2 separate regions of the Urocitellus parryii genome follow, and region 2 is linked to region 1. A link is a contact called in public Hi-C data. All regions are on one chromosome and are shown on one strand. Each heading gives the region's core, a stretch centred on a gene start, on an enhancer-like site or on the middle of the called end of the contact. The rest is flanking DNA. Distances are from core to core; before and after follow the strand shown. Region 1 holds the start of Capsl (calcyphosine like). Region 2 holds the start of Spef2 (sperm flagellar 2).

Region 1 (6,288 bases), core at 3,260-5,759:
GACACATACACGTACACACATATGCCAATGAGCCTTTCCTGTATTACACATGATGAAATATCTTACTCCCTCCATAACGTGGACCAGCTTGTGTATCACTACATGAGATGCACTATGATTGCCCACAACAGGCTCTCAGCCCATTTGCAGTCTCCTGCCCACAGTGTACAAACAACTTGCGAAAACCAAACCTCAAAGTAGCCGAACCAAACCACGTGAAAGCCAAACTTGGCAGATCACCCTGATTCACAGCCTACTTACTCTTAAAGTGAGAAGAAATTCATTGAAGTCTATTGTTCCATTTCCATCTTTATCAAATCTCCGGAAAAGCTCTTCAGCCTCTTCCTTTTCCATGACTACAGCATAATCATTTAACCCCTTTACAAATTCTTTGAAATCAAGGGTTCGGTTGTTATTGTCATCCATAATTCGAAACACTCTGAAGAAAACACATGCACACATAAAGTAAAAAACAAAAGCAAAAATTCCCCACAAAGAACAAGGTATAAGTGTAAAGATTTAAAAAAGAAAATGACTCAAAGTTTTTCAAAGTGAAATACAGAAGTCTGAGATTCTTCTCTGTGCCCTGCCAAAATTGGAAAGCCTCTTCTCAGCTTCTCAAAAAGAAAAATAAACCCTAAACCACACACATGCACATTCACACACACAGATACACACACACACGCGCACACACACACACACACACATACACATACACATGCACAATTGCACTGTGGGATTCTAATTATATGACATGTGCCGGAAAGGCCCATGTTAAAGGCTTGGTCAAGAGCCTATGGAACTATTGGGAGATGGAGGAACTTCTAGGAGGTATGTCTCATGGGAAGGAAGTTAGCTCATCAGGGGTGCCCTTGAAGGGGACATTGGGACCACAGCCTCTTCCAGTTTTTTTTTTTTTTTTTTTTTTGCTCTTTGCTTCCCAGCTGCCATGAGGTGACTAGCTTTGCTCCACCATGCATTCCTCACCAGGATGTGCCACCTCACCATAGGCCCAAAAGCAACAGAGTGGTCATGGAAATAATGAGCCAAGATAAACCTTTCCTTCCTGGTAACTTGTTTCTCCCAGGTATTTTGTTACAGTAATGGAGAACTCCCACCATATATAAATTTTTTTAGGCATCCAAACTTTGCTTATTGACTCAAAAAGACCCAAACCCTTTCCATCTTTCAATTAAAGGAAAGCAAAAAAATATATAAGTCAGTACATCAAAAATCCTATTTTAAGCTATGTTTCTTGATAAGATCCCCAGAACCTATCATAGAGTATAAATGTTGGTTTTCATTTTTTCAACATAATCCACTGACCATATAAAACATATAAACACTGTGTTAGTTACAGAAAGACTGCACCTAGAAACATGCCTCATTATATCCAACTATGTTGGATCACCTCCACCCACAAGGTACTCATGTCCTTCTCATGAAAGAAATAACATAGCTTCTAATTTTGTTTAATTGTTATGCTTCAGGTCTTCCATCCATCTCACCACACCCTATTACATGATCTTCCTCCTTCACACATTCCCTTTCTCCTCTATCATCTGCCACTACCCTCAGAACAGCTCTGGGCATTTTCTGTCTCGCTAGTATTCTGACAGGTAGAGAGAGTTCTCCGTTAGGATCTCAAAAACCTGAGCTTGATTTTCAGTTCTTCTGGTAAACTGGCTTTGTGACTTTAGGCATACGTTGTGACTTTCCTGGGTCTCACTTTGCTGTAAGAGACTCAGTCAGTTAATCTTTAGTTCCACATGAATGCTAAAATAATGTACAATTTTGAAGTCACAACTTATGCTTTTGTCTATGTTAGTTATTTGTAACAATAATATAGATTCTTACTCCTCTGAATTTCACACTTTATGTAAAAATCAAAAAGAACACTTTGCATGAGAGCATCACATAGATTCCAGAGGGAGGAGACTTGACTATTTTTAGCTATCTATCTATTTATTTATTTATTTTGCTGTTACATGTTTACAATGTTATGGTCATTCTGTCAAAATTCGCTTTCTGGATGAACAAATGATAAATTAACAAACAAATCACACTGATACAGGAAATGGATTGATCTGTTTTCTTTGTAAAATATATGTAAATTTATAAGATATATGTAAATTCAAAATAAATGATGTGTCATTTAAGCACCTTATGTTATTCAATAAAATTTAATATTGATTAGGCACTTATAAGGTGCCAAACTTTGCACTAAGCCCTGTGAGGAGGAATACAAAGGTAATGAGACTCCATCTCTGTCCTTTTAAAGAGCTTATTGAGAGACAGAAAAACTCAGAAGAACAGTCATTATTCAGTAGTTTTCATGAGAAGTGACATCATAAAAATAAAAGTTAATAGAACTCTAACAATAGCGATTGAATGATTGGAAGACAAAAGCCTGAGAGCAAAGAAAACCGTAAGAAAATCTTAGGAAAGATGCTCAGTGCCTGCACATAAGCAATTGAGATAAAGATAAGAAAAGAGATCACAAGATGTTGTAGAAGTAGAGTCATCAATGTGGTGGTCAATGAAGGTACTTCCTGAGTTTCCAACCCAAGGAACTGTTAGAGTGACTGAAAGGGTCAGGACTGCAGGGGAAGCTCTGTTTGCAAGAAGGGATGATTAATTTTATTTTATTTTGAACAGTAACACAACTATTAAAGATACTCAGTAGGTAACTGGCTAGTTAACAAGGAAGAAGAAGAAGAAGAAGAAGAAGAAGAAGAAGAAGAAGAAGAAGAAGAAGAAGAAGAAGAAAAGAAGAAGAAGAAGAAGAAGGGGATATAAATTACGTGATGAGTTTGGAGCCCAGGAGAAGACTTGATGCTGAGAATGTGGAAGGAGCCAGAGTAAAGATGAGCTCAACTCCGGAGTGGGTGAGATGTATAGTGAATTAAAGATGCTGGCAAAAGAATCTTGGGTAACGTCTACATTTGTGTCATAATTGGGAATGACTGAGAAGGAAAACTGTTGGAAACCATCAGACTTTGAAGTCAAAAAAGCAAAGGTGCCAAAGTCATGATAGACTCATTCTGGTCTTAGTCAGAAGAAAGACTCCAGACCGAGTGGAAAGATTGTTCTAGGAGCCAACCCTTCACAGAAGAACGTGTCCTGGAGTTGGCGAATAGTAGAGCTTACCCTGAGGACATGCCCTTCAAAGGCAGGCTGGGGGTGGGGGTGGGGAAATGAGCAAAAGGAGGGAATATTTCCTGGGATCTGGGATCAGAGTGAAGGAGAGTGTCTACCTGTCAACAGACCCTAGTGCAGGGTGGAGGGAAGGAGCTGCCTCCATTGAGTTGAGGAGAGACTTAGAGAAGGCAGAGGCCAGTAAGAGAGGCCAGGGATGAGGTAACATCTGTTCACAGTGAAGGGCTGAAGAAAGTGCAGGGTGTAATGGCACCAACAGGTGGAGAGGGCACCATTGGCAGGAAGGAGTGGACTGAATGATGGACCAGGAAGTAGAGGGTAAAGCAGGGTCCCTAAGGGGACTGCTCTGAGAAACAGGGAGAGGTTGAAGAGACACGGTACTGAAGGAAGAGGACTTGCCTTTGGACTGGGACCATGTGGTCACCCGGCTTCACATACCTGTAGCCTGGGCCTCTGATAGAGCTCCAAGTCTGAGACCTGGGATGGTTTAAGGTGATATCAGATGGACCTAAAGCCTTCCACAACCTCTGGATGCAGAGTTGGGTGTCTCTCCCACTGACTTTCTGTACTTCTCCAATATACAACTGCTCCCACCACCCAGGGCCCCATTTACATGACTCCATGGGAACCGGAGAAGCCTAGTTCACCGGGAATCGTCTGGCCCACAGCAGACTCTCAGTGTAGTTTGTTATAATGCACAGGGTCTGCCCTTAGGGGCTCACAGTCTCCTTTTGCCCTTGGGTTTCTCAGCCCTGAGGGTGACACACTACCAGAGAGTGTGAGGATTGGCTCAACAAGACAAAGACACCCATGGCAGACACCACAGGCAATCCCAGTGCCACTAGAGCTGAGAAAGACAAGACTGCCTGAGAACAGAACCCCAAATTCTATAATCACTGCCAAACCACTGTCCTTTCCTCCCTCTTCCAACCCAGCCGGTCCTATCCCAGTTTCAGGGAGCTCCTGTCTCATTGTCCTGCTCGGAGTCTGTGCTACCTGGCTGTGCCTCTCCCCTTACCTCGGGAGCCCTGCCCTCTTTCAGCTGCACCTGGGCCTTGCTGAATCTGGGATTAAGAACTAAAAATGGTCACAAGAGACCTGAGAGATCAACTCTTCCAAACTCTGCATTTCACAAGTAAGGGAATAACTCGGCCCAAGATCACGAAGCACTTCTAGCCTCACCTGGACCCCCCCAGCCTCTCCTGCATCCTACCTGCCAAGTCCTTTGATACCTGCAGAGCCCCTGGCCAGGCACTGCAGTCGGAGTCTCTCAATGGGATCCGTGGCCGTGGTGAGTTTCTTCTTGGACTGGATGGCCATCTCTCGGTCATGGCGTGCTGTCCCTGCCATCTGAGAGGAGAGTTCACAGCACATTAGCAGAGCTCCCCGCCGCACCACCTGCCTCTGGCTGAACAGGAGATAGCAATCTTGCTGAGAAGGAAATTTACAGCTCACTTTGCCATCAGATCTCCCAGGAATAGTCTCAAACCTCCTCCCAGAATTTCCAATTTTTAACCAAGCGGACTGTGTGCCTGGCATATTTATTACTTACTGGACCGTGTCCCGAGGCCATCTGCTTTCCCCAGCTCAACAATGAATACAAAGCCATTTTCTCATTCTGAAGCCCTCCTCCCTCCATAAAAAGTCCAAGTTCTCCTTCTCCACCCTCTTTTAGAAACAACCACGTATCCTATGTCATTTTATTTAGATTTCTCCATATTCCCTCACTCCACGTTTAATTAAGAGTCTCCTCTTTGGTCTAAACACTGATTTTCATTGCTTCTGTCTTCCCTGAGATTCTCAACACTAGGGCCCTGATGATTCTTACCAGCAATCAGTGTGTTCTCCTTGATTAGCAGGTATGTGCCCATTAACAAGGTTCTTTTGTTGGGGGAGGGGGTCCCAGGGAGTAAACTCAGGGCCACATCCCCGGCCCTATTTTTGTATTTTATTTAGAGACAGGGTCTCACTAAGTTGCTTAGCATCTTGCTTTTGTTGAGGCTGGCTTTGAACTCACGATCGACCTTTCTCAGCCTCCCAAGCTGCTGGAGGCACCACCACACCCAGCAACAGGGTTCTTAAGACAGAAATATTTTAAACAGGGTTGGGGCTGGGGCTCAGAGGTAGCGCACTTGCCTGGCATGTGTGAAGCACTGAGTTTAATTCTCAACACCACATATAAATAAATAAATAAAGGTCTATCAACAACTTAAAAAAAATCTATATTTACTATCTCTCAGCTGACACACATACAAAAAGATATCGTTTTCTCCAGCTTGGCTTTTGTGATTTGAGTTTTCAGAACAGGAGGGAAGGGTGGTGTGGTGAACTGATTCCTCCTTTCAGTTCTCAGAACTTCCACAGTGGTGGAAAGAGCACTGGGCACCGGGAGCCTGGGGACTCAGGTCCCAGTCCCACCTCTCCACTGCCATCCCGACCCACCCCCTGACATCAGAGCCCATCTCAAAGCCTCCACTGTCTCCTTCTCAGTTGGCTTAGATGATCTTTAAACTTCATTCCGACTCCAAAAACCAGTAATCTCCATGAGTCCACTCACCCAGTGGATGGAAGATTCTAGAAGCTACCTTACGTTGAGCTCCAAATAAAAAGAGCAAGAGGGTAGGAAGAATGGCATTCAGTGCACACAAGACAATAAATGGTGCTCTACCCTTGACTTCAGGGCTCCCTGGCTGTCCAAATTCTGGCACTTGCCTTGAGGACCGTGTAAGGACAGAATTATTTTTATCAAAGATGGCAGCCCTGGGGATTGGGCCCTCCCCTGTACCAACTGTTTTCCTATCACACCCTGAAAGGTCTCCCTATAAAGTATTCAGTATTTAACTTTCAGGAAAGGGAATCTCAAACCGAAAACTGAGGCTCGACTAGACAACACAGAGGAGCACACACTGAACTCACCCCATCTCCAGTAGCCTCCTTCCAGCTGATGAACAGGATCCCTTCTTCCTGCCCTCCCTCCTGATTTCCATCATGTAGCTCAAGATGGGAGTGCTTCACTCAGTTTTCTTGGACTCTGGGCCAGCCCACAGAAGTTCCAGCTGCTTTACTTACTCCATATTTGTAAGAAATTGTTACACCTAAGGCTAGGCAGGGTCTCCCTTTGCTTGGTGC
Region 2 (5,832 bases), core at 2,785-5,284, 350 kb before region 1:
TAAGTTTTTTATGTTAGTAATGACGGTTCTGTCTTCATTATCAATTACTGAGAGTGAAGTGTGAAAATTTCCAGCTATAACTTTATATTGATTTTTTTTTTGTGTGTGTGTGTGTGTGTATGGTCTTGGGTACTGAACCCAGGGCCTTGTGCATGCAAGGCAAGAACTCCACCACCTGAGCTATATCCCCAGCACAACAATTTTATATAGTTTTAATACTAATTGCAATTATATTATTAATTAATTGGATAATGAGCTTTGGCTCACTCGAGTTTTGTTTCTTTTCTTTCTTTCTTTCTTTCTTTCTTTCTTTCTTTCTTTCTTTCTTTCTTTCTTTCTTTCTTTTTTTTGGCTTTGTTAACCCTTACACTATGGCTAAAGTTGCTCTACAATGAAACAATACCGAAAAACTTCTTTCTGGATTTTTTACCTAAATACTGAGAGTTCATTGATATTTTTTTTCCCCATCTGCTTCGAACTCCAGTAACTCTTAGCAATGTGGGACCTTCAGAACCTCTCATTATATTGCAGTTGGCATGAACAGCTTTATATTTGGCCAAAGACTAATTGAAACATCAAGCTTATTTCTAGAGCTCCTTTCCTATGTAGCTTCTTCTTCTCCATTATTCCATCTCCATTATTCTATCCAGAACTTCTATCAGCCTCATATTACAATCTTAATTTCCTCCACACAAGACCTTTGGTCTGTCTTGTGTTCATTTCTTTGAGAAAGCTGAGATGAGTGTGCACTACCCATCCAGTACCTGAAAAGATGCTTTTTTCCAGCTTTACAGTTGATAGTTAGGAAATGAAAAGTGTGATACACCTCTTCCATCAGGCCATACCTGGAAGCAAGCTGTAGGAAGAAGCGGTTCCCATATGTCCTTTTGTGATTGTCATTCTCCTAAGTACAAAGGAATTGGATCCAGCCCATGACACCAAAGAATAATAAACATACAACATAATACGTAGATGGTAAAATGAGAGGTGCATGTTAAAAGTCCGGTTGGCTGCACTCATTCATGTGACAGCACTTCTTGAATGACCCTTTTGGCAAGCACAGCTCCAAATTTTGGGTACGTGAGAATTAAAAACATATATTCGCATATCTCAGATTTTACTGGGGCACCTCAGCCAACTGAAGTTGAGAGGAAGGGGGGCTTTCGATGATAATTTCCAGAAAGAATTTCAATTTGAACCAGCTTTGGTCCAACTGGACAGAAAGAAGAAAGCCAGGAATCAGCATGATCCATTGTCATTTTTGATGAATATGCAGAATTATAAAGGTTCACCAAATAGAAAATAATAGAATTATGGAATAATTGAAAGGCCTCCCTATAATCTTAATAGGGAAAATTACAGATTTTTAAGGCGGGAGAAACAGCAAGATGAAATTTAAAAATAGTCTCACAATTATTCAGAAATATAGAATGAACTGCTGTATACATATAGGATATCAAAATCATAATAAAGAAATATCAAGAGTAAAAGTACAGAGAATAGTGATTCTCAGGATTTCTTAACTCATCCAAACATTGATTCTCTGGAAAGTGTTTTTTAGTGATAAAGTACAATGGAGTTGATTGTGACACTTGGCACAAACAGAGATTCAGTTTTCTCAGAAGTATAATCTGTGAGAGAGATAAGATGGGCACTCTATCTGCACAAGTTTGGTATTGGTATAAAAATAATTTGATTGTAGTCATCAAAGCTGAGAGGATTTACTGTTAATGCTTAATTTCTTTGTTAGAGCAGGGACATAAATTTAGGGCTCAGACATAAACTTAGGGCTCAAAATTTAACAGATAAAATTTAAATTTAGCTTAAACTTAATAGATTTAATACTAATTTAGATCCTATGACTATTCAGCATAGGGAAATAAGAAATTAGAAAAAAATTCTGATAAATTTTGGCTTATCTTCTTCAATTATAGAACATGTGATTCAATTTTTCTCATATGAAATACAATTTTGAATTTGTCTTTTAACTTGATTTTATTTTAAACCCAATTACTTTCTAAGACTGGAAATTTGAATGTTTACCTGAAAAAGATGCAATCCATATATAAGACAAACCACACAGACATTGAAAATAAGACCCCAAAGTATCTATCTGCTTCAGGGTAAAAACGACTAAGAATTTTGAAATGGAATTGAAATTTCACAATATTGTTTGCCATAAAAACAAGAGCTGAAGTTATCTCCTCTTCTTGGCAATTAGAAAGAATTAGGGGTCTGGAATGAGAGCTAAAGGGAAAGCACTTATTTTGAGCTTTCAGAATACAGGTGGGATTGGAAGAATGGAGGGGGGAAGGAGAAGGCTCAGTGAAGGTGGTGGCTGATAAACCAGACCCTGAAGAACAGACAGGATTGACTTTAGGAAAGAAACTTCTCTTTTTGCAGGAGGAGGATGGAAGACCAATGTTGAGGTAGAAAAGTTGGGACCTGGGAAAGAAATATGAACAAGATTGGTGTATAGTTAGGATTGGAGTGAGGATAGATCATAAATAACTTTCAATAAGGTCTTCATCCTCTAGGACAGTGGCTTTGGAATTTTATTGACTATGACTCATGATAAGAAATAATTTCCCCCATATAGGCATATATATACATATATACACATACACACAAGTATGTACAATTGCCCAAATAAAGCAAAGATGCTCTTCCTTCCCTCAAATACTTATTCCTTCCATATATTTAGCCTTATTACGTGCAATGTCCTCTGATACTTTTTATTCAAGTTTATCTGGTACTATTTCACTTAAGGATTATTCAGTGACCCACCAAAGGAATTCCACTTTCTGCATGAAAGTAAATAATGCTCTAGTGCAATTCACAAAAGTGAGTATAGGAATAGAATAGGGTTTTAAGGATATCAATTGTACGTGTTGCACAGGATAGACCAGAGAAGAAAAAGCAAGGAAACCCAGACTAATGATTATTGTGGTCATGAGGACAAATATTTTTTTTGCATCAATCAATGGCAAGTGAGCAAGGTCATTGTAAAACATACTGAGGAGAGATAATAGAATGATCTAAAGTGGTGAGAAGTAGAAATGAAGAAATGAATGTAAGGCAGGTGAAGGACCAATTAAGAATGTTTTTTTAAAAAGTCTATGCCTATTAATACCTATTTATGAAGAAATAGTGCATTATTCTTAAATCAAATTAAATCAGCTCTATGAAATAATTGCCTCAAAAGCTTTGAAATACCATAATCAACTCTCAGCTACTAAAAATTCAGCCAACTAGTAATAAAATGCAAAAATTCACATAGCCTTAGGAAAAAGAAAGAAACATATGCTGACTTCTACAATGTGCCAGGCATTAATATGTGTATTTTTCATTTAATCCTCACAACTTTATGAAACAAATATTAACCTTCTTATTCTACAGATAAGAAAACAGGTTCAAGAGGTTAAGTAGTTTGTTTATTTCTTTGTTTTTCCCCTCAAATGAAAGAGCTAGTCAGCTCAAAAAGACATCAGGACCCAGTCATATCTAGTTACAAGCTTGGACATAATTGATAGTGCAAAAATTCCAATTATGAAAAAAGTCTCCAATAATTTTTTAAAGAATCAGGTTTTTGTTTTTGTTTTTTCCCCAACAAATTTTATTTCAGTACACAGCACCACTCTTCAATCCAGCTTGTGATCTCAGAATAACTCTTTGCAGTTCACACTTGATTTTTTTTTTTTTACAGAAGAGAAAGATACATAATTCAAATGACAGGTAACGCTTTTAAAAAGAAACCTTTTATTTCGTTTTATAATTGCTAGCCGACCCTTAGCAGCCTCCTGCTATTGCGTGCGCACGCTCAGGTCTTACCCGCCAGCAGGGGGCGGGCCACGATTTCTGTCTCCTGCTGCTGTGCTCTGCGTCCCCTCTTCTTTGAACTTGTCACCTGGCTCTACCCTGGAGACGCTTCCTTAGCAACAGGTTGCCCTGAGCAACAGGAGGACGCGAGCCAGAGAGTCCGGTTCCTGGAGAGTTTCTAGCACCTGCTTGAGGTCCAAAGCGCGGGCGAGCCATGTCTGAGATCCTCTGTCAGTGGCTCAACCAAGATTTGAAGCTGTCCCGGACCGTGAGTGAGTGCCCGTGGGCGAGGGCGAGCGGGCGCCCAGCGAGACTAGCTGGTGGAAGGTGGCGGGCGGGGCTCCAGCTGCGCAGGTGGGCACCTGCACCCTCTCAGCGCTCCGCCCCCTCTGCACTGTCCCAACCCTGTCCCCAGCTGCCCCACTGAACACCCCAGCTGGCCTTTTTACATACCCCACTCTGCTACTCCTGAATTTCCTATCAGCACGGTGGGCCCAACAACACAGTTTCTGACCTACTGTGTGTTTCTAAGCAATCAGAGGTAGTTTAGGGAAGGCTCCTATGCTGGTCTCAGCAGTCTAACCCTGACATTGCCTCCTTCACAACATCAGAAGCATGGTGTGCTGACAGGCCAATGGAATAGGAAATTCCGTGGATAAGTTAAAATGCCTTCTCTGAGTGTGTTTTCTCTATGTATAAATGGATCCAATCGGATTTTGCATATTTAACCTCTCATCAGGGGAAAGTGTATGTGCAATGGGTTAATGTGGAATAGTTAACATTTATCACTTTTGGAAATGTTAAGCTGCAAATTTACAAACTTAGCTATTTCTGGCTACTATTTGCTCTTCCCTAATTTACCAGCCTGATTTTATTCTAAACATGAAGTTACCAAAAAACAAACAAAACAAACTCCTAACCTCAAACAAACTCCTAACCTCAGAGGCAGTTATACACACCTCCAAACTCAGTAACAGTCAAATCATTCCAATACAGTATTACACGTCTCATCCTCTTTGTTGTTTATTTAGTGGGAATTCATTTTAAGGTGGTAGGTTTGTTTTTTTCCCCTTGGCAAGAAGGTTTTCAGTGCAATCACCTTCATTTTGTTTTCCCAGACGAACTCTTGCATCATTGTCAATTTGCTACCAGTGGGTTGTGATGCATGCTCAACCTTAGGTCACCTGTAGATTCCAATCTATGTAACCAAAGCTAATAATCTTCAGTGAGTTAGATTTAAACAGACCATTTTCCTAGAAAACAATGCTTAGATGTATACATTAATGAAATATTTTGGAAAACAAAAAGTTGATCAGTACAAAATTACACCTGGAATTCAAAAATTCAATTTATAATGAAAAATAAGCAAGTGAAATGTTACTGAAAGATTTGCTGAACTGGGGCTGGGGATGTGGCTCAAGCGGTAGCGCGCTCGCCTGGCATGCGTGCGGCCCGGGTTCGATCCTCAGCACCACATACCAACAAAGATGTTGTGTCCGCCGAGAACTAAAAAATAAATAAATATTAAAAAATTCTCTCTCTCTCTCTCTCTCTCTCTCTCTCTCTCTCTCTCTCTCTTCTCTCACTCTCTCTTTAAAAAAAAAAAAAAGATTTGCTGAACAATTCTTTAAGAGTCATCAGTTATGTTCAAGAATAAACACTGCCTCCTTAAAACAAAATTCCTGTGAACTCACCATAAGAGAAAACGAGCATGAGAATATCATAACTGAATATTCTCGAACCATAAATAAGATACCTTCAAATTCCATGTACTATACAAGTCAGAGTCTTTGTAAGGATGGGTATACAAAACAGCCTATATTATATTGGATTCTGGATATGGATATATTTTAAATTGTAAATACTCTTTTCACACATATTTTAAATTATTCTGTCATTTTAGACATATTATCAATAGAATCAAAGGAGCAATAAAGAGAAAACTGGGTTCAAAAAAATAAGTATTGCTAAGTCTTGCTATTATAGTATCCAAAGTAAGAATAATAATCTTTT

The links. Hi-C and Micro-C count contacts between places; a contact is called where the count stands out from the background.
Region 2: a Hi-C map of liver shows a contact between it and region 1, with 2.7 times the contacts expected there. The contact joins the promoter of Spef2 here to the promoter of Capsl in region 1. A contact is called at or near these places in 2 of 2 Hi-C or Micro-C datasets (liver and muscle).

What each region holds. Positions count from the first base shown.
Region 1 is chr1:20,773,961-20,780,248 of mUroPar1.hap1, reverse strand. It overlaps Capsl (calcyphosine like), which reads right to left and starts at 4,509. Exons shown (of 3, transcript XM_077795534.1): 1 at 4,373-4,509; 2 at 262-439. The coding sequence starts at 4,509.
Region 2 is chr1:21,121,692-21,127,523 of mUroPar1.hap1, reverse strand. It overlaps Spef2 (sperm flagellar 2), which reads left to right and starts at 4,034. Exons shown (of 40, transcript XM_077795544.1): 1 at 4,034-4,091. The coding sequence starts at 4,034.